Linked DNA regions of Mus musculus: all the other regions are linked to region 2. Evidence: chromatin contacts called from public HiChIP or PLAC-seq data. All regions are on one chromosome and are shown on one strand. Each heading gives the region's core, a stretch centred on a gene start, on an enhancer-like site or on the middle of the called end of the contact. The rest is flanking DNA. Distances are from core to core; before and after follow the strand shown.

Region 1 (4,326 bases), core at 435-2,934, 140 kb after region 2:
GCAGGAAAGACCTCGTCTCTAAATAAGGTGGAGAATGATAGTGACTGATGGAAAAACCTGATATCTAACTGACTCCACACACAGTGAATAACCAACCAAACAAGACAAGCAGTGGAACTGCTAGAAAGAGAAATTAATGGAATAATTAATGCAAGAAGAGAAGGAGAAGTCAGAGAATACAGGCTGGCTGTTTTGGATGGAAAGTTAAGAGCTTAAAGGAAGTGAGAGAGTCCCAAAGGAGTCGCCAGTACAAAGGCCCTGGGATAGGACTCTGTCTGGTGTGGGCATCAGTAGAACCAAAGCAGAGGGAGGCAGGCAGGAGGAGGCAGGCAGGAGGAGGGGTGGGGTCAGAGCATGTCAGGCTGCAATCATTTGGACGTGAACTCTGAGTGACATAGAGGAGCAGTACCTTTACACATGGGGCTTCTCTGCAGCTCTTCTGAGAACAGACTACAGGGGGACGTTGATGGAAGCTGGGAGACGAGTTTGGGTCTATGAGAGAGCCAACAGTGCCTGGGACGAGGATGGAAGGAAGCAACGGGAATGAAGGAAGCTGTTGGATCTGTATTCGGAATAAAGGCAGAGCCAACAGTATTTGCCAACAGACTGGAAAGGCACGTAGCAGAGAGTAGAAGGTTGCCTTAAAGCAAAGGGACCTTGGCCACTGACAGCATGGGCTTGGCCTTCTCTGAGACTGGGCCACGGGTGACGGTGAGTGCTTGTCTAGACGTACATTCAAGATAGATGATGTTCAATGAACTGTAGTGACAGCACGGAGACATCACCTCCCACCCTACCCTTTCAAAACACACACACACATACACACACACACACACACACACACGCATGCACGCACGCATCTTGTGTAACAACTGTCATACTGCTTGGTTTCCCAAACTACCCGCGCCTGCCAAGCTGTCACCCTGTCCTTCCTTTCAGAGGCTACCCTGGCCCGGTTCTAATGCAGACTTGTAAGTGCCTCTCCACATCCCCCGTTTCCCAGCCAGACTGGCTATCATTCCCTTTGATACCCACCCCGCCCCCACCCCTAGCCCAAGGCACAGAGCACCATGTTAGACATTGGATGGATGGGCTGAGGAGCCAGTGAAGGGAACTGTGGGTAGATGGATGCTGTGCAGTTAGACCACACTGTGTTCAGCTGATGATGGTGGGAATTCCCCTGGACCGCTGCCAGGTGGGACGAACACTCAGCTGAACTGAAAGAAACAGCAGATGTCAGGAGTCTGAGCGCTAATCCTGCCCCGTGTTGCGAACACCACAGTCTAAGTCCCCTTCCCTGAATGCTGGTACCCCCCACCCAAGCCCAGCCCTGGCTCCTGGTTTGGTTCATCTCTGACAGTAGTAAGCATGTTCTCTTCCCCTTGTACATCCAGGTGTGTAGGGGGGAATTTTGATTTTAAAACCGGAAGACACATCGAATGCAATGACGTGCTGCAAGCCTGCTTTCCACAGGCCCCTGGGTCTGCCAAAAACGATCAGGCCTGATTATTTAGGAAGCTGCCTCAGCCAGGCATTACTAATTCGGATGCCTATTCGGGCAAATGAGCAATGTATCGCAAAGTGCTTTTGTCAGTGAATTGCAAGTGAAGGGGTGGGGTCAGGGGAGAGTGATAGAATGTTTGCCTTTTGCCTCATTTCCAGAAAGGACGGACATTTCTTCCTGGAAGCTGCACTTGGCAGCAGGCTTGGGGAATGGGAAAGATTTATTTCCTCTGCCAAAGCTCAATAATTCAGCTTGAGTATTTCAGATCGATACATTTCTTGCAAAGTTTCCAAGGACCGTGTTCTTTTTTTAAAAAGACATTTAAAAAAATTATCAGTAGGGCACAATTCTTCAGTGATAAGACTGGCGGATCAAGGGTGAGTCTGGTCTTCCAAAAAGACAGAAGCCTAATGAGAAAGGAGAGGTGAAGGGGGAGAGCAGGGTTGGGGCTAACAAGGCAGTAGGGTACCCGCAGGCCCTGCTGCTAATCGCCTCACTGGATTTGTGGGACCGCTTCAGAGAGCAGCTGCTGACAGAGAAGCTGGAGACTGAATCTCCTTATATCTGAGACTATGGCTTGTCACTGCTCCTGAGGAAGAGCCACTCACAGAGGTCCTCACCATCACTTAGGACTGCTGAGGTGTGCCACCCACAGCCCGCATGGGTCACATTCTTGTGAAATTTTCAGATGTCTACAGCTCTGGCATGGAAGGACAGTGACAGGATCTACAAGGCCCTTGTTGTTTTAGAAATTCCTTATGATGGGAGAGTCTATGTTCACTGAAACAGGTCCTTTGTAGTCCTGTGTCCTGGGTCTCCAGTGCTGTGTGCCTCGGAGTCTTGTGCTTGACACACATTGCGTCTGAGTCCTGTCTACTTCTCCTATCCCTGTTTCTCAGGATGGAGGTTCCTTTGCTCTGGGCCACACAGGTGTGACCTCAAACCCCTCAGATTAGCTATTATATTTCTTTTGCTTACTGTCAAAAAAATCCAGCAGTGGCCTACCAACAGGTGAAAGAAGCTTACCTTCTGTCTAGTAAGACTCCAGAGCTGTGCAGTCCTTTCACATAGAAAGTATTATGGGATAGTCTGGGATGTATGACAGCATAATTCTCTCAAGTTCCTATAAGAGCACAGCGATATGGTAGCAAGACAAAAACCCAGGGACAATACTTAAAACTCAGTAACAAGGAGTCTCCAAGACGGTGGATAAACCTGGGGACAAGAAAAACCCAAAATAACCAAGAAGTTGTCACCAATCCTATAAGTGGCCTCTGAGACTCAGCAAGATGCAGGATTCCCTGGTGCCTGCTAACTCTGTGGCTGGCTACCACCTTCTTCCACAGTAGCAGAGGAGTGACTTGGGAAAGAACTCCCCAAGGAACAGAGAGCCAAGTGGTTTCAGAATGCTAGCTGCCATCTTTGAATAGAAGAGTAGCTAGGTAAAGTTGAAAGTAAGTCAGTTCCTAAAAACCCAGAAAGATTAACTTGGGTTTTAAAGGAGAAAAAAAAGAGAGAGAACGGTAGAAAAGTGAGACTCAAACACACTTTATAAGACAGAGGAAAATGAGAAGCAGGATAATAGCTCTTCATAAGACAACAGGCGTTCCAGAGCATCTTAAACAGTTCACAGCAGCCGTCTCCTTCCATGTGAGCACAAACATTATGAAAGTAGTACAACATGGGAGGGGGAAGCAGGGATAGTGCTAAGTCAGAGGTAGGACATGAGCTGGTAAGAGCACACAAGAATGGATACTGAAGACCAGGTTTTGAAGAGTAGTGGAAAATGCAAATAAGGTAAAATAAGAAGGAAACAACAAAAAATAACTCAAGAGAAAGTGACAAATATTGAATAAAGACAAAGACATTTCATCATGTGGGTAAAAAAGATCCCGTGCAAAGAAACTCAAAAGCAAGCCCAGTCCTGCAGAACACTTGAGTCTGGACGTGGCCACACCTCCTGTCCTCTGTTCCCTTATAAGGATACTTGACACTGGACACTGGAGTCGTGGTCCCTGAAGAACCCTCGTGACCTCGTCTCAAGATCCTTAAGTTATGTCTGCAAACATGTTTCTCATAAAAGTTCCCATGCACAGGCTCCAGGGGTCACCGTGTGAGGGTATCTTTGGGGACCGTTCAGTTGTTGATAGCGTCCACGCTAGTAGGTCACAGAAACGGTGGAAGTGGACTTTGCATTTTATTTTCTAAGTTGACTGGTGGTAGTTCCTAGTGTTCCCTACCAAGTCAGCCATACTTGTTAAGAAGTAAGAGTGGACGGTGGGCTTTGATAAACAGCTGCCTGGTGAGAGACCTCACCAGAGCAGAGGCCACAAGAAAGGGCTTTAACTCCAGGCTCCAAAGACAGGGATCTCCTTTCAGAACTCACAGTATTCTTAGCTATAAAATAGGCATGGCAGATCGTGCCTGTAATTTCAGGCCTTGGGAGGTAGAAGCAGGAGGGCCAGGAATTCAGGGTCATCCTTACCCGTAGTGAGCTCAAGGCCAGCCAAGAGAGGAATGACAAACTCCATGTGACAGTAGGCAGACAGTGAATTCAGGTGTCTTTCTTTTTGGTGTCCCCTGCCTTTCTGCCACCTAGCCGCACAAAGTATACCCTGCCCTCTGGCCACTAGAAAGTCCACCTTCACACTCTGGGGCTGCCAGTATTCCTTGAGACTCTTCTTACTGCCGAACAAAACCAAGCATGAGTTGAATCATGTCTCGTGTTATCTTATCAGCTCCCTCTCCCACAGGACTCCTCCAGCCTTTATCACAAGCTATAAATGATGTAGAATCCCAGATGAGCAAACCAGGAGAGAAAG
Region 2 (4,135 bases), core at 753-3,252:
CCATAGGTAGGGTCTCCCTGTGTACTCCAGGCTAGACTTGAACTCACCATCCTTCTGACTTAGCCTCCTGAGCTGTGGAATTGCAAGCATGCATCACCACTTCTGGCCCAGATGCCCTTCTTACATGCTATCTATAGCACCCAGTTGGAAACTTCTAGCACATTTTTTTTTTCAAGTATCTTATTTCTACTCCTTCATGTGATCCTATTAGGTCAAGATCTCTTTTGGTTTTGTGCTTATAACTACAAAATTGGACATAAAACTGGTTATATATATATATATATATATATATATATATATATATATATATATAGAGAGAGAGAGAGTGTTGTTGTTGTTGTTGAAAGAATGAGCATGTCTAAAACAGTTTATGGGGACTGGTGTGGTGGCTAATTGGGTAAAGGGGCTTGCTGTGTAAGCCTCATGACCTGAGTTCAATCCCCAGAACCCATGCAAAGAAGGAGGAAACATTGCCCTCTGTCCCTCCCTCCAGATGCATACAATGGCACACATGCGTGCGCGCATACACACACACACACACACACACACACACACACACCCCAAATCAAATAAAATAGAACATGTTAAAAAAATTACAGATGCGTGCGGCTTTGGGGCTGGTGCTGTCTTGGGCTCCAGGACTCAGCCCAGATAGATGTTCATGAGGGTGGTGCCTGTTTGCAGCAAGGCCGGCTATAGTAGGGACTTTAGGCGTTTTTGTCTGCAGAGAGAACAGTGTGCAGTTTTAACATTCCTCTTGTGAATACAGATTCTTGAGTTGTCCATGAGAGGCCCTGATATGGTTCCCAGACCGACTTTCTGCTTCTTGTTAAGTGAATGGAAGGCCTTTCTTACCATTTGCTTCTCCCCACTACCAGCACACAGTGACTCCCGCCTGCTTTTGTAAGACAGGGAAACAGATCACAGATCAATTCTGGCTGTTGTCTCTGGAGAGGGAGAGGAAGATGTATGGGTCCGGCTTTGGGCTGGACCTTTCTCTGTTCTCCCCTCCTCTTTTCTCAGCACTTCTCCTTGCTCCCTCTTTCTGCCTTTAATTGTAAGTCCAAGTAGAACCAGAACTAAAACTCCTAGTTACTTCCTGTTCTGAGTAGTAGAACATATACATCTTTGGATACATAAATAAATAAATATATATGTACATATGGGCATTCATACAACCATACTGCCTTTGGCCTGTTATGACAGCCCTACACAGAGACCTGCACAGAGACTGTTTCTTTTCTTTTTTTTTAAAGATTTATTTATTATTATATGTAAGTACACTGTAGCTGTCTTCAGACACACCAGAGGAGGGAGTCAGATCTTGTTACGGATGGTTGTGAGCCACCGTGTGGTTGCTGGGATTTGAACTCTGGACCTTCGGAAGAGCAGTCGGGTGCTCTTACCCACTGAGCCATCTCACCAGCCCGAGACTGTTTCTTTAGCAAGATATATGGCGGTTATTCTAAATCCTTCTTGTTTTGTGGACCAGAATGTAGCCAAAGAACATGGGCTGTGGAAAGTGGCCCCAGTGATGCAGATGAGTTGGACAGACACTCAAGGAATTCCTGTGATATGCTAGGTATTGCAATTGCCAATGTCACTGTGACAAATACTTGACACAAACAACTTGAGGGAAGAAACGTTTGTTAGGGCCTGGGGTTTCAGAAGTGTCATGGTTGGAACTGTGTGACAGGGCAGAGCAGTTTGGATTGCTGTAGCTGGGAACCAGAGAGCAGGAATGTGGGGCTGGGGCTCACAGCCTATGGGATGTTGCTGCCTGAATCCAGGATGGGTTTTCCCTTCAATCTGATGCTCCCTAGAGACACAACCTCACGGGTGCACCTGACGGGGTGCTTAGACGTCTTCCAGGTGCTTCTGAGCACTGCCAGTTTGACAATCAAGATTAACCCTGGCACAAGGGGAAGTGAAGGGCCTCTGGTTTAAGAGGCTGGCTGTGGAACATGGCCAAGGTAGTGCCATTGGCCCTCAGAGAACTCATTTAACGTCATGAAACTTCTCCTTTCATCGAACTTCCTGTTTCCTAACTGCAAAATGAGGATGGTAGGCACCATCGTAGGCCAAGAACTTCCACCAAATTCTATCTGGCAGACATCTGTATATTTCAGGGCAGTTGCTTCCGCCCTGCCTGACCTCCTCTGGTGAGGAGGTGCCCCCTCCTCTGGTTTCTGCTGTGGTGTTTTCCCTCCGTTTTTTCAGGCCTCATTTACCTATGCCAGGATCTATGCCAGGTGCACCATGTACTTGCTGTTTAATTAACCAACAAGGACTTTGAATGGCCAAGTACCGTACCTGTCACATTGTTATTACAAGGACTCGATCAAGGAGACAAATGTAAAAGGGAGGGTGTTTCGAGGTCCTTTGAGGATATCCTGGCATACCCAATTCCAATTTTAATGTCAGTGTGATGACTTTTGGTCATGGCTACTGATCTACTGCCCCAGGTAATAAAATCTATTGAGGGCAGGGAAGATGTACATGCGTTTAATCTGGAGCTCAGAACGGTCAGGGCATGGTTTCATCGGTGACCAAAGCTCACAGGAGTTGTTTTACGCCTGTTTTCTACAGTTCACACGGCGGTACCTTCTTCCTCCTGGCTTTCTGTCCCCTTGTAGAGAGAATAGTTTCTGATTATCTTAGGATTTCTTTTTCTGTTCTGATTTTATCTCATTCATTTAAAGAGAATGATATGCATCGTTGTATTGGGGTTCTCTAGAGAAAGAGAGCCAGTAAATTTTATGCATGTATTCATTCATGTATCAATTAATTAATTAAGATGCATTAGCTCACATGACAGTGGAGGATGAGGGGGTGTGTCCTGTGATCTTCTGCTGTCCTCAGGCAGGCGCCCCAGGAAAGCCAGTTGTCACAGTTAAGTCACAGTCTGAAGGCCTGGTTCCTCAGGTTGCTGGGGACTAGCAGATGAGAGGAGCTATCCATCCCGACTCACACTGTGGAGTAGGAGGGCAAAGGCCAGAACTCACGGATTCTTCCTTCCTTTTTCTGCTTTGTGTTTCCCCAGCCTCGAGGGACTGGTTCATGCTGTCCTCACGAGGAAGGGCCTCACCCCTGAGTCCACAGCTTCAGATGGCTGAGATTACCAGGAAATAGCCTCAGAGAAGAATGCTGAGATAATAGGAACCTCGTGATCCAGGAAAGAGTATATGCAGAATTAACACAGGTATTAATGACACCTGAATGGAAAGTAATGTTCTGGCCTTCTGTGAGTGGATGAGTGTGTGTGTGTGTGTGTGTGTGTGTGTGTGTGTGGGGTGTGTATGTGTATACGCACATGTGCACGTGCACACACACACAGGAGTAAGAACTTTAAAACAATCAGAATGTGTAGGAAGGAAAGATCTAACTTGATCATCAGTTTTTCCTTACCCAGGTCTTCGACTCTCTTGAAATAAAGGGTAGATCGTTGTGTGTAGGCTTCTTGTTTGTGTAAGTTAGAGTACTTTATGAATGAGTGAAGGGTTGAATAAAGGACATGACTGACTTCTTCCCACAGACTCTTTTTCTACGTAGGTCCCCTACACCAGGAGACACTCACTCCTCTTTCGGACAGACTTGCTACCAAGTTCACACATAGCATGTTAAATGGCTTTAATGCTTCTCATGTCTATAAATAGGTGCTTTTAAAAATGGGGCCACTGTGGGACCTGACCATTCTTGTCACTCTCCTTTCTCTTCCCGTAGGGAAATGGCACATTTATAAAGAGTATGTGAGATCTGATGCTTTGTGTCTTTCACAGGCCGCCTATCAGAGCGAGAGTGACAAGGCAGCTCTTAGGTGCAGACTTGCTTGTGGTATTGGGCGTTTTTTTTGTTGTTTTGTTTTTTGTCAGCTTGACACAAGCCAGTGTCATTTCACAAGAGAGAACCTCAATTAAGAAAGTGTTCTCATTAGATTGTCCTCTAGGCAGGCCTGTGGGGCATTTCCCTGATTGATGTAGAAGAACCTAGCATCCTGGGAGTGGTACCATGGCTAGACACATGGTCCTGGGGTGTTGAAGCAGTCCTTCTCCATGGCCTTTGTTTAGTTTCTGCTCCAGATTCTTGCCCACTTGAGCCAAGTTCTGTTTCGAGTTCCTGCCTTGGTGTCTCTGAA
Region 3 (4,457 bases), core at 518-3,017, 200 kb after region 2:
ATGTCAACCTCTGGCCTCCAGAAACACAGAGAGAGAGAGATATTCTCTTTCTACCATTTATCCATCTACCCTCTCTGTAGCCTGTTATCAAAGCCTATTTATTCATTTGCAGGTACAGCTTGGGTGGTACAACTTCAAGTTCTGTCGTGACTTTGAACAAGTCTGTTCCTCCTTGGTCCTCATATAAAGGTGGTAGCCTTGGTCAACACCGAGTCTCCCTGGGTCAAAGGGTCAAAGGTCGGCAGGAGCTCCCCGGCTCTCTCAGGACCCATTTCACCTGTGAAATAAGGAAATAAGACAGTCAACTCCAGGCCCAAGCTGTGGTTCCACACCCCTTTTCTAAATCTTGTGACTGCCTCCACAAAAACACTCTCAACAGCACTCTCCTCTCTCCTCTGTAGACTGTAGACTGCTTTGGGATTATGTCTATCAGTTGCTGTCTGACAGCCGGTACGAAAACTTCATCCGATGGGAGGACAAAGAATCCAAAATATTCCGGATAGTGGATCCCAACGGACTGGCTCGACTCTGGGGAAACCATAAGGTAAAAGGGCCAAATATTTGTTGGGGAAGCTGTTGCCAGAACACAGGCTTCATCCTTGAATTGGAGGGTGATTGTCTTGCTGCCTCCAAAGCCTGCCCATGATTCTTTGGTTTCTCCTCACTGGGCACACAATTAGGTAGCTATGAAGGAAGGAAATAATTAAAGATCCCTGTTTTTCCATGTGTTACCTCTGTCCGGGGCCCATTAACTCAGCAGAACTCAGTTCAGTAGACTTATAAATGTTCCCCCTCCTGACCACGCCCCTTGACCTGGATCTGCCACCCCTGTTGTCCTTCAGTACTGAGGAACAGAGAAGTAGTGAGAGCTGTATGACTCACGGGGGACCTTTGGGAAGTGTTACTTCTGTCCCCACCAGTTGGAAAGCCCCCTTTTCACAAAAGTCCATTTCTGCATGGAAAATATGTTCTGATTATAAAACACCCCCTTTGCAAGCAAAAGCTGCAAGAAGCCTGCCCCCACAGTTTTCCAAAGGAGGAAGTGGAAGTGGAATTCAAAACATAGTCCTTTATAGTAAGGAAGGCGGTTCAAATGTACAGATATAAAAGAGATAATCATGGTCCAGGCCAGTTGACACATAAGGAGATTAGACCACGCTGAGGACACCGAGGAGACACAGCCGAGCCTCAGGCCTCCTAAGAAGGCAGCCAGAGCTCTTTCCCAATTGAGAAAGTCCAGTCAAAGGACACAAACAGATAGGTCAAGGCCCCCTAAACAGATGTTTGGGTACCTGAGTCACTGAGGGACCTTCTGTGCACTGCCCATCAATAGCAATGACAGTAAGTGTATAATCTTCATTGCACCCCAAAACGAAACTTGATGTGAACCAGACATGAAGGCCTCCCACCTAATATAGAAGAAGCCCAGAGCAGTCTGCAGAGAAGGAATGAGGTCAGTTGCCATAGTATGGGCTAGGTTAGTGAGTACTTCTAGCCCTGACAAGCCAGTTCAGTTTTAGGAGGAGACCTTGGCCACAGTGGCTGTGAGGGTAGATAGCAGAAGGCGGCAGACCAGCAAATAGGTAGCATTCCCAGGCTGGTGAGGCCATGTGGAGCGACTCAACAGCCTTTATTTTAATAGCTGCCTGGTGCCTTTTCTGAAGTTCATTTCATTGTGTATTTGTGCTTTTTTTTTCCTCTCTCTCTCCCTTCCTCCTTTGAACAAACAGAACAGAACAAACATGACCTATGAGAAAATGTCCAGAGCCCTGCGCCACTACTACAAACTAAACATTATCAGGAAGGAGCCCGGACAAAGGCTTTTGTTCAGGTAGCACTTCCTCTTTTCCCTTTCCTTCTTTTGGGAGGACATTATTTTCTTTACAGAAGAGGGAGGAGCTCTGACATGCCAATCTGAGGCCCAGAGCCATGACTGCAATTGGATTGGAAAGTTGGTTGGAAACCGGGTGCTGGCTTGTTAGGATTTAAGGGGGAAAGATGACTCCTTTCACTGAAGTCTGTCCTGTATGAAAGCCAAAGCTAAATGCGATCTGACTCATCTTTAAAATAACACAGTGGTCAAACAGCATTATCTGACATTGGTGTCCGATGGAGTTAAACGGAGCAATCAGAATAACTATTGTCAATAGCACAATGAAGGATTAAGCTTTGGACTTCCAGGTCACCAAACCTGGAAGCTGCTTTGTCAAGCTTCAGGTCATGACCCACAGTGAGTCACTCACTGTGTGGGTGTACTTGGTCAACAACAGCCACTTTCTTAGTGAAATAAAGAATGCAGTATCACAGAGTTGGACACACCAAATTATAGCTCATCAAAGAGTGACCATTAATTCATAAAAATTTTGTTTGGCTTGTGTGTAGACGTGTGTGTGCACATGTGTTTGGAGGCCAGAGGTCAACCTGTGATGTCACTTCTCAGGCCCTATCCACCTTGTTTTTTGAGATTAGGTCTCACTGGCTTAGGGCTGACTAAGAAGCTGGGGGGGGGGTGGTCTGCCTGTCCCCACCTCCCAGCAACTGGGATGACTAAGCATATGCCACTCTGTTCCCTTCTGTGGGGGTGGGAACTGAACTCTCACGTGGTAAGCACTTTACCGACTGAGCCCCGCAGATTGTATGTCTTACAAACACACCACCGTTAGAAAAGTATGACGGCCACTGCGGTCGGGAGCTCTCCCTCCCTCCTGCCAGATTCTCCATAGCTAATGGTTCTGGCTGTTTCAGCTACCATGGAGATTGTGATTTCCGGAAGTAGAGAAGAAGAAGGATCTAAAGGGATAATGAGGATGGCATAGGGGGAGCCCTCACTCACACCATTGGTCAATGAAGTGACAGGAGGAAGCCATATTGCAATTAAGACTTTAGGTTGTAGGTTTTGGCAAATTTAGAACAAAAAGCGCAACCTCTGGGTCTGGAGATGTGGATTTAGGATCATGTATGTGCAGGTCATGTATGTGCAGGTAGGGAAATGTCACTGTATATGAGGAGCCGTGGTGCACTCGACGGTAGTGCTCATGAGGAGAGCACAGAAGCCACACATTAGCACTGAGGTAGAGTGGTAATGGAGGACCAACGTTGGTCACGTTGCTCTTCAAAAGGAACAGAGAATGCATGAAGACATGTCAGTGGAATAAATAAATACAGAAGAGCCCTCCTTGCCTCCGGCAAGGATGAGGTTGACACCTTCATCCTTTAACCCCAAACCTTTAGCTCCCTGTTCTTTGACCCTAGATGAGCGGATCCCACCACCCTCGATCTCATTTTTCACCTCAGTCTTTGGTCTTAAATCTGACCATGAAACCCTTCATGGGATTTCAAAAGTATGTATAATATGCCTGCTAAAATACCACATTAGTGCTCCAGATATGATTCCTGCAAGGCAGGCCTTCATGGCTGAGAAATTCTTCCCAGAAATCTCAGCTCTCATCAGTTGACGCCATTGTCCAAAGTAATGGAGGGTGGACTCATATTTGATTCTTTCTATATCCAAGTCAGTTACTGGGATGCACCATCTGCTGTCTCGGCATCACTCTCCCTGTCTAGTTCTGTGTTGAAGGCCTGACGCCTGGCAGCTGCATTTCCCAGGGTTCGTAACCAGCCTGTCTGGGGTTGAAGTCTGTGGCAAGCACATTCATGGAATGTGTATGACGGACATGAATATTCCTTACCTTCTCACATTCACACACCCTCAAGGCCACCTCAAGTTGCCTGCCCTTTATGAGGCCCTCCTCAGCTGCTCGCTCCCAGGTAGGCACCCTCTCCCACCATCTCCTGTGTACCCTCTGTCCTCAAACACACCATAATTTTCATTTTTAGTAGTCTGTGTGGAGCAGGAGAGACCACTTCCCAGCAGCAGCTACATGATGGCCCACAAACCATCTGTATCTCCAGTGCCAGGGAATCTGACGCCCTCTTCTGGCCTCTTCATGCTCCTGCATGCACACGGTGCACATAAACTCTTGAGAGACATATGCATAAGCCAAAATAAGTCTTTAAGATATCTTCAGTAATCGTGACTAGTATAGTTTAATAATATGTGTGAAGTCTTCCTCGCCACAATTCAATCATAAGTTCCTAGAAGGTAGAGGCCTCTGATTTATTTCATTTTGTATATACTTTAGGGAGGACCTCAGTAAACATTTCATGACCAACTGGTGTGGTATGGAGTTTTAAGCTTACCAAGGCGAAGTGGTATGAAGGAAGGGTCAGTTTGGGCCTCAGGGGAGCTTTAGCAACTTCAGATGTTGAGGAAGACGTTTTACCGAGAAGATAGCAGTAGAACACAGAGAGAAGCAGCTGTGACGTGGAGCTGAGCAGCCATGAGCAGAAAGGAATGTCACCCCACTGCCACATCACCCATTGTGAGGGAAGACAAGGCATTTGCAACCAGATGTCCCACCTGCACATACAATGGTCGGGACATGTCACTGTGGCTC

Evidence for each region. HiChIP or PLAC-seq counts read pairs in DNA pulled down with a chosen protein or histone mark.
Region 1: a contact with region 2 is called in an H3K27ac HiChIP or PLAC-seq map of microglia, with 4 times the contacts expected there. The contact joins two enhancer-like sites. A contact is called at or near these places in 4 of 484 Hi-C or Micro-C datasets (cerebral cortex, nephron progenitors and uterus) and 5 of 115 datasets of contacts at active chromatin or transcription factors (CD8 T cells, bone marrow-derived macrophages, embryonic stem cells and 2 more).
Region 3: an H3K27ac HiChIP or PLAC-seq map of microglia shows a contact between it and region 2, with 4 times the contacts expected there. The contact joins two enhancer-like sites. A contact is called at or near these places in 2 of 484 Hi-C or Micro-C datasets (Th1 cells and bone marrow-derived macrophages) and 4 of 115 datasets of contacts at active chromatin or transcription factors (bone marrow-derived macrophages, double positive thymocytes, embryonic stem cells and 1 more).

The regions. Positions count from the first base shown.
Region 1 is chr6:134,206,822-134,211,147 of GRCm38.p6, forward strand. All of the region lies in intron 2 of Etv6 (ets variant 6), which reads left to right. Among named protein-coding and RNA genes, the nearest start is that of Gm38908, 14 kb to the right of the region's middle. Within about 2 kb of position 1,685, at least 92 of the 459 cell types and tissues checked have an H3K27ac peak or open chromatin away from gene starts, as enhancers often do. A contact at or near this core is called in microglia, where this site is marked.
Region 2 is chr6:134,063,264-134,067,398 of GRCm38.p6, forward strand. All of the region lies in intron 1 of Etv6 (ets variant 6), which reads left to right. Among named protein-coding and RNA genes, the nearest start is that of Etv6, 30 kb to the left of the region's middle. Within about 2 kb of position 2,003, at least 89 of the 459 cell types and tissues checked have an H3K27ac peak or open chromatin away from gene starts, as enhancers often do. A contact at or near this core is called in bone marrow-derived macrophages and microglia, where this site is marked.
Region 3 is chr6:134,261,289-134,265,745 of GRCm38.p6, forward strand. Etv6 (ets variant 6) reads left to right here. Exons shown (of 8, transcript NM_007961.4): 6 at 402-544; 7 at 1,731-1,831. Among named protein-coding and RNA genes, the nearest start is that of Gm17089, 15 kb to the left of the region's middle. Within about 2 kb of position 1,768, at least 88 of the 459 cell types and tissues checked have an H3K27ac peak or open chromatin away from gene starts, as enhancers often do. A contact at or near this core is called in bone marrow-derived macrophages and microglia, where this site is marked.